Regions from separate parts of the Ovis aries genome. Here region 2 is linked to region 1. A link is a contact called in public Hi-C data. All regions are on one chromosome and are shown on one strand. Each heading gives the region's core, a stretch centred on a gene start, on an enhancer-like site or on the middle of the called end of the contact. The rest is flanking DNA. Distances are from core to core; before and after follow the strand shown.

The links. Hi-C and Micro-C count contacts between places; a contact is called where the count stands out from the background.
Region 2: a Hi-C map of liver shows a contact between it and region 1, with 9 times the contacts expected there. The contact joins two enhancer-like sites. A contact is called at or near these places in 9 of 16 Hi-C or Micro-C datasets (blood, hypothalamus, liver and 5 more).

The regions. Positions count from the first base shown.
Region 1 is chr20:49,236,605-49,242,537 of ARS-UI_Ramb_v3.0, forward strand. No RefSeq gene overlaps it. Among named protein-coding and RNA genes, the nearest start is that of PRPF4B, 11 kb to the left of the region's middle. Within about 2 kb of position 2,462, at least 20 of the 54 cell types and tissues checked have an H3K27ac peak or open chromatin away from gene starts, as enhancers often do. A contact at or near this core is called in hypothalamus and liver, where this site is marked.
Region 2 is chr20:49,568,988-49,574,920 of ARS-UI_Ramb_v3.0, forward strand. SLC22A23 (solute carrier family 22 member 23) reads left to right here. Exons shown (of 12, transcript XR_009597686.1): 8 at 166-198; 9 at 316-339; 10 at 1,282-1,405. Among named protein-coding and RNA genes, the nearest start is that of PSMG4, 14 kb to the right of the region's middle. Within about 2 kb of position 3,059, at least 7 of the 54 cell types and tissues checked have an H3K27ac peak or open chromatin away from gene starts, as enhancers often do. A contact at or near this core is called in hypothalamus and liver, where this site is marked.

The DNA of each region.
Region 1 (5,933 bases), core at 1,212-3,711:
TCCAACCATCGCATCCTCTGTCGTCCCCTTCTCCTCCTGCCCTCCATCTTTCCCAGCCTCAGGGTCTTTTCCAATGAGTACATCTGAAATAATTCAGTTAGGGCAAAGCGGCCCTGCTGTGTGTGTGTGTGTGTGTGTGTGTGTCTATGGACATCTTCCACCAGAGGGCAGTTAGGACAAAGTGACCCTAGGTGACCCTGGTGTATGTGTGTGTGTATGTGTGTCTCTCTCTCTGTCTCTCTCTCTGGACATCCCCCACCAGAGGGCAGCAAAGGACCATCCTGGGATGTGTGTGTGGTGTGTGTGTGTGTGTGTGTGTGTGTGTATGTGTGTGTGTGTGTGTGTGTGTGTGTGTGTGTGTGTATGTGTGTGTGTATGTGTGTGTGTGTGTGTGTGTGTGTGTACGTGTGTGTGTGTGTGTGTGTGTGTGTGTGTGTGTGTGTGTGTGTGTGTGTGTGTGTGTGTGTGTGTGTGTGTGTGTGTGTGTGTGTGTGTGTGTGTGTGTGTGGTGTGTGTGTGTGTGTGGTGTGTGTGTGGTGTGTGTGTGTGTGGTGTGTGTGTGGTGTGTGTGTGTGTGTGTGTGTGTGTGTGTGGTGTGTGTGTGTGTGTGTGTGTGTGTGTGTGTGTGTGTGTGTGTGTGTGTGTGTGTGTGTGTGTGTGTGTGTGTGTGTGTGTGTGTGTGTGGTGTGTGTGTGGTGTGTGTGTGTGGTGTGTGTGTGGTGTGTGTGTGTGTGTGTGTGTGTGTGTGTGTGTGTGTGTGTGTGTGTGTGTGTGTGTGTGTGTGTGTGTGTGTGTGTGTGTGTGTGTGTGTGTGTGTGTGTGTGTGTGTGTGTGTGTGTGTGTGTGTGTGTGTGTGTGTGTGTGTGTGTGTGTGTGTGTGTGTGTGTGTGTGTGTGTGTGTGTGTGTGTGTGTGTGTGTGTGTGTGTGTGTGTGTGTGTGTGAGTGTGGTGTGTGTGTGTGTGTGTGTGTGTGTGTGTGTGTGTGTGTGTGTGTGTGTGTGTGTGTGTGTGTGTGTGTGTGTGTGTGTGTGTGTGTGTGTGTGTGTGTGTGTGTGTGTGTGTGTGTGTGTGTGAGTGTGGTGTGTGTGTGGTGTGTGTGTGGTGTGTGTGTGGTGTGTGTGTGTGTGTGGTGTGTGTGTGTGAGTGTGTGTGTGTGTGTGTGTGGTGTGTGTGTGGTGTGGTGTGTGTGTGGTGTGTGAGTGTGGTGTGGGTGTGTGTGTGTGTGTGTGTGGTGTGTGTGTGTGTGTGTGTGTGTGTGTGTGTGGTGTGTGTGTGTGTGTGTGTGTGTGTGTGTGTGTGTGTGTGTGTGTGTGTGTGTGTGTGTGTGTGTGTGTGTGTGGTGTGTGTGTGTGTGTGTGTGGTGTGTGTGTGTGTGTGTGTGTGTGTGTGTGTGTGTGTGTGTGTGTGTGTGTGTGTGTGTGTGTGTGTGTGTGTGTGTGTGTGTGTGTGTGTGTGTGTGTGTGTGTGTGTGTGTGTGTGTGTGTGTGTGTGTGTGTGTGTGTGTGTGTGTGTGTGTGAGTGTGGTGTGTGTGGTGTGTGTGTGTGTGTGTGTGTGTGTGTGGTGTGTGGGGAGTGTGTGTGTGTGTGAGTGTGGTGTGTGTGTGGTGTGTGTGTGTGTGTGTGTGTGTGTGTGTGTGTGTGTGTGTGTGTGTGTGTGTGTGTGTGTGTGTGTGAGTGTGTGTGTGTGTGTGTGTGTGTGTGTGGTGTGTGAGTGTGGTGTGTGTGTGAGTGTGGTGTGTGTGTGTGTGTGTGTGTGTGTGTGTGTGTGTGTGTGTGTGTGTGTGTGTGTGTGTGTGTGTGTGTGTGTGTGTGTGTGTGTGTGTGTGTGTGTGTGTGTGTGTGTGTGTGTGTGTGTGGGGGGTGTGTGTGAGTGTGTGTGTGAGTGTGTGGGGGAGTGTGTGTGAGTGTGTGAGTGTGAGTGTGTGAGTGTGTGTGTGCGTGTGTGAGTGTGTGTGGGTGTGTGTGAGAGAGTGTGTGTGTGAGTGTGTGTGGGTGTGTGTGTGTGTGTGTGAGTGTGTGTGTGTGTGTGTGTGTGTGTGTGTGTGTGTGTGTGGGTGTGGTTGTGTGTGTGTGTGTGTGTGTGTGTGTGTGTGTGTGTGTGTGTGTGTGTGTGTGTGTGTGTGTGTGTGTGTGTGTGTGTGTGTGTGTGTATGTGTGTGTGTGTGTGTGTGTGTGTGTGTGTGTGTGTGTGTGTGTGTGTGTGTGTGTGTGTGTGTGTGTGTGTGTGTGTGTGTGTGTGTGGTGTGTGTGTGTGTGGTGTGTGTGTGTGTGGTGTGTGTGGGGTGTGTGTGTGTGTGTGTGGTGTGTGTGTGGTGTGTGAGTGTGGTGTGTGTGTGTGAGTGCGGTGTGTGTGTGTGAGTGCGGTGTGTGTGTGTGAGTGCGGTGTGTGTGTGTGCGGTGTGTGTGGGTGTCTCTCTCTCGTCCTCTATGGACATCCTCCACCAGAGGGCAGCAAAGGGCCATCCTGATTGCGTCCTTACGCGGCTTCCGCTAGACTAGCTCACGTTGCAAGCAAACATCAGGCGTCTTCAAAGAGGGAGGAAAACAGAGGGCAAGGTTACGGCCTCACGTGGTCTCCGTGCTGTCATCCGCGTGGTCTAACCTGGTGTTTGTCCTGCAGAGTGTATCACACCGGGCCGCGGGTTCGGAGAGAGCCTTGTAACCGAAAGCTGGCTGTGGGGTCAGCTGTGGGCGTTTGAGTGCTGGAAGCGTGGCTTACCAGCTGTGTAACCTGGAAAGGCTACTTAAACTTTCTGAGGCTGTTTCCCCATTTAGTAAAAAAAAAAAGCTGGGGCCTGAGTAGAATAGCAAAGCCTCCTTCACGTGGTTTCAATAAGCACAAGGGAATTTCTATGTCCAGGAGAGGCTGAGGACACTGAAGGGGGCAGAGCTGGAAACGACTAATCTGATGACCCTGCTCACCCAGAGGAAACCCTGCTAAGGGTCTACAGAGGTGGCTACATATACAGATACATAGATAGATAGATTTTAGGCTAATTTGGGGCCGTGCTGGGCCTTTGCTGCTGTGCCTGGGTTTTCTCTGGTCGTGGTGAGCAGGGGCTACTCTCTCGCTTCAGGTGTACAGCAAAGTGATTCATCCACTATGTTCTTGCTCAGATTCTTTTCCATCACAGGTTATTACGAGATGCTGGATATCGTTCCGTGTTCTATACAATAGGTCCTTGTCGTCCATCTGTTTTACGCATAAGACAGTGTCATTCTTGGTCACAGAGCAAGGAAGAGACTGGGAGAACAGCTGTGGATCGAAGCTTTCCTCGGACTGGATCAGAGCTTCTTCCCTCATACATACTCCCCTTTCCATTTTTGTTTATCAATCATTATAGTTTTCAAAGCAGTCTAATTCCTAGTATCCAAAGCCTAATATTTTAACTTGTTTGTATGTTTGTTGTAGGGCATTTACAAAGTATAAACATTAAGAAGAAAAGCGCCCACCATCTGCTAAATGCTGTATGTCTTCTCGGTCCTGTCTGTCCTGTCTGCCGCCCCACACACGGGCCCACGCTCCTGAAGGGTCAGCACATGCCCGCTGTGTGTGACCACCTTCTTCACGTAATAATGTATGATGGCGTGGCTCTCGACAGGCTATGTCGATGCGCGTCGTGGCTGCAGAGGTCGCGTGGTGTGGACTGCCCGGGCATGGTGCTCTCCTCGTCCCTCCCACCCTGCAGGGACAGCCACACTGGCCGTTAAACTATGAAAGGACCGCCTCGCTGCTGGGGAAGTGGCGCTGCCTGAGTCCTCAGGGCCCACGGAACCTCGCCGGCAGCCTCGGGGCGGAATGGCTGGCCCATCGGGGGACTCCCGGGTCCTGCTCCGGTGCTTGGCTGCCCTGGTTTCCAAAGGTCAGCGCCCACCTCAGTGGTCTTGGCGACCGTTCTTGAATGTGACGTGATGTCGCATTTTCTTAGTAATATTTACTCTGTTTTTAAGAAAGTGTTTTTCTCTTAAACATGTATTTTAAAGTCTTCTTGGCAGATTTCATTGAGATGTTATGATATCTTGAGAAGTCGATAGGTTTTCTTTAAAAAAAACTTTTTATTTTGTATTGGGGTATAGCTAATTAACAATGTTGTGATAGTTTCAGGCGGACAGCTAAGGGACTCAACCATACATAAACACGTATCCATTCGCCCCCAAACTCCCCTCCCATCCAGGCCACCACATAACCCTGAGCAGAGTTCCCCGGGCTGTCCAGCAGGTCCTCGATGGTGACCCATTTTAAATACTGCAGTCTGTACACGCCCATCCCCAACTCCCTAACCCTTCTGCTCATGGTTCCCTCAGGTAACTGTACATTCGTTCTCTAAGTCTGTGAGCCTTTTTCTGTTTTGTAGGTAAATTCATTTGTATCAGAAATCCATAGGTTTTCATGGGTAATTGGCCTCTCAAATGATCACAATTAATGTAACAATACATAACTGATTGGAACAGTGGTTTGGGCATATAAAAATCCAATTTTAAACGTAGAGTGTACCTGACTTTATTTCCTTCTTGATAGAGCAGAAACCATGACATTTGGGTGGAATTCATTGTTTTTGTGTAACTTTAAATTCAGACATTCAATGCATTTCTCTTTTGAGTATGATGTTTTTACTGTAATAGTATATTACACTTCAGCATCTTTCAATACTGTTCTCATTTGTTCTTTCCTCATTTATCCATTCCTAACACACCCATAAGTATGTTTTCAGATGTCTTTTATATTTTTCCAGTCTTGACTAGAATATCATATCTCATATCATTTGGTTAATTTTTCTATAATATAATATCCGCATTTGTCCTCATATTACTTACCGGCTTTTATTTATTTTAAATAGACAGTTTTGTTATCAGGCTTGTATTTAAAAAAGAAAAAACAACTTGCAAATTTTTATTTATCCGAATCTTCAGAGTGTGTCTTTGATTGTTTTGTCTGTGTTGTGAAACGGCTATGAGTCTTGCTGTTGTTTGGCCATACCACGTTGCATGCGGGATCTTAGTTCCCCGACCAGGGATCGAACCAGCAACCCCTGCGGTGGGAGCAGGAAGTCTTAACCGCTGCACAGCCAGGGAAGTCCTGCCTGTGAGTTCTTACTGAAAATCTCCAAGTTGTCTCTCTCTGGCCCCAGGAGGAGAGGTTTTCTTTAGCTCTCAGATGATGTCATCTGTTGCCATCAGGGTTTGAGGTCAGCCCACACCTGCTCCTGCAGTGACGTTCTAGTTAGCTTCGGTGAGGGGATGGCACGCGCCTGCCTGTTGACTTTACTGTAAAGTTTGCTGCGAGACTTTGCCTCGCCTTCATCTCCATTTCTACCATCCTCATCTAAGCCACCAGAGTGTCTCTCTGCTTGCATTTCTTTACTCCCAAAGCAGCAGAGTGATGTTTAAAACATTAATCAGAGCAAAGATCCCTCAGCGTTTTCTCCGTGTACATCAAATGAAATCCAAATTGCTTATTGTGGTTCAGAAGCCCTTAGATGTTCGGCCCTCCCTAAATTTTCTCTTGAGCTCTTTAAGCTCCAGACACACCCTCTTCTCCTCTATTTCAATCTCTAAGCTTCTTCCAGTCTTAAAGCCCTCCTGGTGTTCCTCCTTTGCCAAGACTTCTCTTCCTTTCCTCTCGAGTGTTCACTTGTCCTGGCTTTCCAGTCTTGGCTGGAAGGTCACATCTTCAATGCCTCTCAGGGTCAAGTAGCCTCTCACCAGTCACCTTCCCCTGCTGCCCTGTTTTATCTCCTCCTCATGACTCAAGACTGGATGCATCCTCCTTCGCATGCTCCCCCAGCGGCTCAGCAGTAAAGAGTCTGCAGGAGACACAGGAGACGCGGGTTTGACCCCTGGGTCAGGAATGTCCCCTAGAGTAGGAAATGGCAACCCACTCCAGTATTCTTTCCTGGGAGATTCCATGGACAGAGGAAGCTGGCAGGCTATCG
Region 2 (5,933 bases), core at 1,809-4,308, 330 kb after region 1:
CTCTCTGGCCGCGTCAACCGTGCGGCCCACGTGGGCCTGGCAGGCAGGCAGAGAGGCCGCCCCGCCGCACCTGGACACACGAGGTCATAACGGCCACCCTGACCTGCTCTCTTTCTCCCCTCTCTGCCCGCCTGCACCCGCCTCCACTGCGGTTCCGCGGCCCAGTGATCGGGAAATACAGCCAGCACCCAGACTCAGGTGAGCCCCGGGCGCGCGCCACGACACTCTTTTTGTTGCACCGGAAGGGCGTTTTCAGAGCGACTCACGGACCTGTGGTTTCCCTTTCCTCTCTCTCCCCACCCCTTTCGCCCCAAGAGTTGCAGCTGAAGTTGGCCGTAGGTTGGACACCACACGCATCCACTTGTCCTCTGTCCCTCCTGCCTCTAGAAAGCCTGGCTGCCCCCTCCTGTTTGCACCCGGCTTGCACGCTGCCCTCGCCCCTTCCCCTGGCAGTAGCTGGCAGCGTGGCCCAGCCCAGCCATGCCTGCTGGGATGCAGAGCCTCAGGGACGCGGCCCCGGAGCGCTGGAGGCCTGGCTGGCTGCCGCCAAGGGAAACTGCCCACCCCGCATGTGAGCCCGCCGCCCTGGGCGCGGGAACTGCCGGGCCGCTGTCCCTGCACGCGACACTGCCGCGCGCACGCACAAGCCACGGCTGCGCGCACGCCCGCACGAGCCTGGCCTACCGAGCCGAGCCCCTGGGGCTCCCGACCATCCTCGCGGGGAACGGGCTGCACCCCACGTCCGACCCCAGCAGCTTGCCTGCCGCCCCCCGCCTGATGCCGCCTGGGTGTGAGGTCAGACCCCGAGCCACGGCCAAGATGCCTGACTCGGTCCGGCAGGTTCCCTCCAGGCGCCTGGTTCCTCTCTCAGGGTTATCTGAGTTTCTGTTCCCCTAAATCAAGCTTGGGGCTCCTGTCCCTCGTCTTGGTCATGCCTGAGGCCAGGCTGGCCAGGCTCTCCATAGCCGAGACCACTCTCTGGGGCTGACCCTGAAGACCTGACAGGAGGGTGCAGCCCCGGGCCAGGGAGCCCCCCAGCCTTCATCCATGCCGGTCACTCCCGTGCTCAGCTTCCGGCAGAGTCAGCCTGGGCCCCTCTCCAGACCCCCGGGGCTTCGGGGGAACCTGCCAGGAGGGCTCTGACCTCCCACGCCTGCACTCGCTGCTCCTCTCCCGGGTCTGCACCTCACCCCGGGCAGAGGGGAGGAGGGGAGACGGCCATCAGGCCCCCTCCCCCCTCCCCCGCGCCCTCCAGCCCCTCACCGCCCGGTTCTCCCCCAGGAATGAGCGACAGTGTCAAGGACAAGTTCTCCATCGCCTTCTCCATCGTGGGCATGTTCGCCTCCCATGCGGTGGGGAGCCTCAGCGTGTTCTTCTGTGCAGAGATCACCCCCACGGTCATCAGGTGCGTGTGGGCCGCCCACGGGGCAGTCACGGGGGTCTTCCAAGGACACTGTGGTTGCGGTGGGTGCTGCGTGCCAAAGCTGGTGAACGACCCACCAGCTCTAGCCCGGGTCTCTGGACAAGGTGTGGCCTGCACTGGGCGTCCACTTGGGATGGACTGCTGTTCTACCCTGACCCCCAGGGATCCCCGAATCAGGGCAGAACTGAAGCCTGGTCCATCCAGGCGGCTGGAGGGACGGGGAACGGGGATTTGGAGGTACAAGCCGCACAAAAGGACCTGGTAAAGGAGGGGTGTTGGGGTCCCTGGATGTATGCCTGTGCTTCAGCCCCACCAAGTGCTGCCCACTCTCCTAGGATTCAGTGAAAAGCCGGTCTCAGAAAGGAGAGTAGAAAGGGCCTTGGTTTTCTGCTGGCTGAGAAGCCGGTGTCTCCAGTCCAAAGAAAGGCCTCATAGAAAGCCCAGCCGGTTACGTCACTGATTTGTATGACAAATACTTGTTGGGAACCACCCCACCTCCGTGTGCCTGCCCGGCAGGGGCCGCGTGCAAAGACTGAGTGGCGGGCTGTTTTCTGAAAAGGTGGGGGGAACTGCCCTTTCCTTGAGGGTCAGGGGGCGTGTGCACAGGCTTCGGTGCTGAGGTTATAGCGACACGGAAGGGTGTCCTGCTGTCAAGGGTGTCACTTGGGTTCAGTGAAGTGGTGACTTTCGGTCGAGCTCCTGAACTTGGTGTGTGAATGTCATTAACCTTCTGAGCACTTTGTTAAATGTAATTATGAGTGTGGCAGTTACTCGGCCGTGAGATAGAGCCCAGGCTGCCAGCACGCGACACCTTGCCAGCCTCCATTTCCCATGTGGGAGACACGTGAGGCCAATCCCGTTCAAGGCAGGGTGCCCAGGACGGACTGTCTTGCCCCTGGGCTCTGGGCGGAGGCAGGCAGGTCCGCGGGCATCACTCTGATTCCTCCTTCTGGGTTCTCACATGAGCGCCAAGCCTGACGGCTGCCCCATCCTGGAATATGATGCCAGGAGCTTACTTCAGGCAGGACTCCGCAGAGTGCCCAGGCAGACAGCAGCCCTCTGTGTCTCTCTGCAGGTTAAACTTCCCCCCTTCACAAAGGCGCCCAGCAGGGGGGCTCCTGCAGAGGCAGAAGGGCATGGTCAGACCTGTGTGGTTGTCCCTCCGGGGTGGGCCACCCTCCACCCTCCACCCTGGCGGTCAGGAGACCGCATTCATCACAGTTGGGTTCTGCTGAACAAGCTGAACTGAAGGAAACGGAGTCATCCTTTTCCTTGGAGGCAGACGTGGCAAGATTATTGGGGATGGAAATTCAGCGAATGTTCTCGGGGTCCGCTTACCCCTACAGACAGCTTACCGCTGGGTGATGCGTTTGTAGTTGCAGAGGAAGGAGGTGAGGGGCGCTCCCCGCTGGACACCTCGCACCCCGGCCCTTCCTGGCGTTTCCCCTCGGGGGCCAGTCCCAGAGCTGCTGGGAGGAAATGGGCTTCCTGCCCCCCCCCCCCGCCCCCATCTCGCAGGTGAATCCCAGGGCAGCTGGGAGGGGCCGCTCAGGCCTGCAAGCTTCGTGTTTGCTGGTACAGAACTAGCCTTTTGTTCACCACTGTTACAAAGACACCCTCTGAACAAGCACAGGAGCGAAGGTCAGGGCCTGCCTATCGAGCGGCAAACAGAAGGCTCCGGGGCGCCAGCCGTCACGTCCTCGGGTGACGGGTGTGCTCGAAGGCCTCCAGGTGCAGCAGGGGCTTCTCGGGCGCCACAGACCCCCACCCCTTGGGCTTCAGCAGGACTAGGGGATCTGGCTGGTGAAGAGGTGGCGGTGGCTTTGGTGTGACAGGCCCCGTGTCACCTGCAAGCTGCGGGCGGGCACCCTCAAACTGGACAGGGAGGAGGCAGGCGCTGGGGGCGGAGACAAGCTGCTTCAGCTCCCACCATTTCCAGGCTGCCTGCGCACCAGGGCCTGGCTGTGGGGCTTTTCCTTATGGACAGTCCACACACAGTGTGAGTTTCAGGCGCAGCACACAGTGACTCAGTGAAGGTCACTATATATATTCATTTAAAAGTAAATTATAAAGTGCTGGCTCTGCTCCACGTGCTGTTCAGTACCTCCTTGTGGCTGTTTTACTCCGGCTGGCTTGTGCCTCTTACCCCCCACCGCCATGCCCCTCCACGCTCTCCCCCCAGCAGGAACCACTAACTAGTCTTCTCCATATCTAGAGTCTGTCTCCTTTCTGTTATATTCCCTAGCTCGTTGTTATTTTAGATCCCACCTATAAGTGATACCATACAGTATTTGTCTGTCTCTGGCTTCCTTCCCTTAGCATACCACCCTCCACGTCTGTCCACGTTGCAGACGGCAGTCTTGTTCTTTTTCGTGGCTGACGCTCCATCGCGTGTATATGCTGTGTCTTCTGGATCCGTCCGTGGACACTTGGGCGCTTCCCTGTTTTGGCTGCTGTAAATGAGGCTGCTCCAGACACTGAGGAGCGTGTCTGGTCTTGGTGCTTTTGGTTTTCCTTGGGCGCAGAAGTGGAATCTGGACCATGTGGCGGTTCCAGGGTTCATCTGCTGAGAACCCTCCTCCCTCATGGTCTCCGGGGTGGCTGCAGCACTTCGCGTTCCCACCAGCAGCGCACAAAGGTTGTCTTCTCCACGTCCGCGGCGACGGGGGTGGGGGGGGTGTGTGCTCTTTTTGATGGTGGCCGTCTTGACGGGTGCGAAGCGGCGCCTCGCTGTGGTTCTGACCTGCTTTCCCTGACGGCCGGGATGCGGAGCATCTTTCCCTGTGCCTGTCGCCATCTGCCCGTGTTCAGTTCGGCGACGTTTCGGCCGGGGTCTTGTGTTTTCAGTGTTCAGCTGTATCAGCTGTCTGTCTGTTTTGGATGTTAACTCCTGATCAGTCCTACCACTTGCAAATGCTGTCTCCCATTCAGTGGGCTGGCGTCTCCCTTTGTTGACGGTTTCCCTTACTGTGCAAAACCTTACACTTCAGGCAGTTTAATTAGGTCCTGTTTATTTTTCCTTGTGTTTCCTTCACCTGAGGGGATGAGCAGCGTCACCTGCTGATACCTCCTCACAGGCTCTAGGGGCGCCGGGGCCTGGCTGCCCCCTGCCTCCGTCTGAGCTCATCCCACCCTCCTCCTCGCGGACTGGCTCCTCCCCAGCCACCGCCCCCGCCGGACGGAACCCACCGCGTCCCTGCTCCAGGCGCACCTCAAGAGTGGGCACTAGGGAGGGACAAAGACGCCTGCATGTGATGAGACACGCGGGGCGGCTGCTTACGTCGTATATGAATGTGTGTAGCACAGGCTCCCCCTGGGGGCTGACCCAAGACCCGGGGCCCTTGCCGCAAGTGGGCGGAGCTCACCTCTGCCCCGAGAGAGACTCCTCCTGATGGCCCCATCTGCAGGGACGGGTGGGGACAGAGTGTGTGCGGAGGGTCTGATCCCAGGGACGTGGTGTTATCAGTGACTCCAGCCTTAGTGTTTCTGACAGTGATACTTATGCAGATATTGGCAGAAATATTTGTTCATCTCTGACTTCACAGAAAGGCAGTGAAAGTAAGTAACACAACGGAGGAAGCGAAAAACAGGAGGTTTGTTTTCTGTGTTCAAGATGCTGGGTTCATGTCTTTAAAAGGATAATTTGAAGATTCTTTGTTTTTCCTTTTTCTTTATTCTTTTTTTTTTCCCCCAAAGATCCCAGAATACTTAGTCCAAGCTTGCTACTTCTAAGAAATCTGCCTGCATACCTACCTTTCTATCATTAAAGTAACTTAGGTGTTATTACTAGTAAAAAATAAGGGCCCTTTGGCTCAAATGGTAAAGAATCTGCCTGCAATGCAGGAGACCTGGATTTGATCCCTGGGTGGGGAAGATTCCCCTGGAGAAGGGAAAGGCTACCCACTCCAGTATTCTTGCCTGGAGACGTCCACGGACAGAGGAGCCTGGCGGGCTACAGTCCTTGGGGTCGCAGAGTCAGACACGACTGAGCGACTGACGGATCACCATCACATCACTAGTAAACCAGATATCCAGTGCACAGTGAGCCCGGGTCCTCGTTTCTCTGTAAATCTACTGCTTAAACATGGGCAGGTGCTGCCCTCTCGTGACAAGCTGGAGAAAAGCAGAAACACTTGCGGGACGGGGTAGAGCCTCAGAACCAGCCACGGTAATCATCCCATTCTCTGAACTGAGACTTCTGAAACACGAGAGCCAAAAATGGAATACCAGATTCTGCCACAGCTGTTCCCAATCTTCCTAATTTCAAGGGATCCTTGATAGGAAATCAACAGAAAATGGCTTTTGTGGGAACAATATGTAAAGACGCAGGCACACGTGTATTGCATTTTATATGTATACGTTTGTAGACACAGAGGCACTTTTTAAAATCCAGTCCAAAGTTCTACTGCAAATCAAATACATTTCATTTGATAGACCTCCCAGGTGGCGCCAGCAGTAAAGAACCCGCCTGCCAGTGGCAGCTCAAGGGATAAAGAATCCACCTGCAATG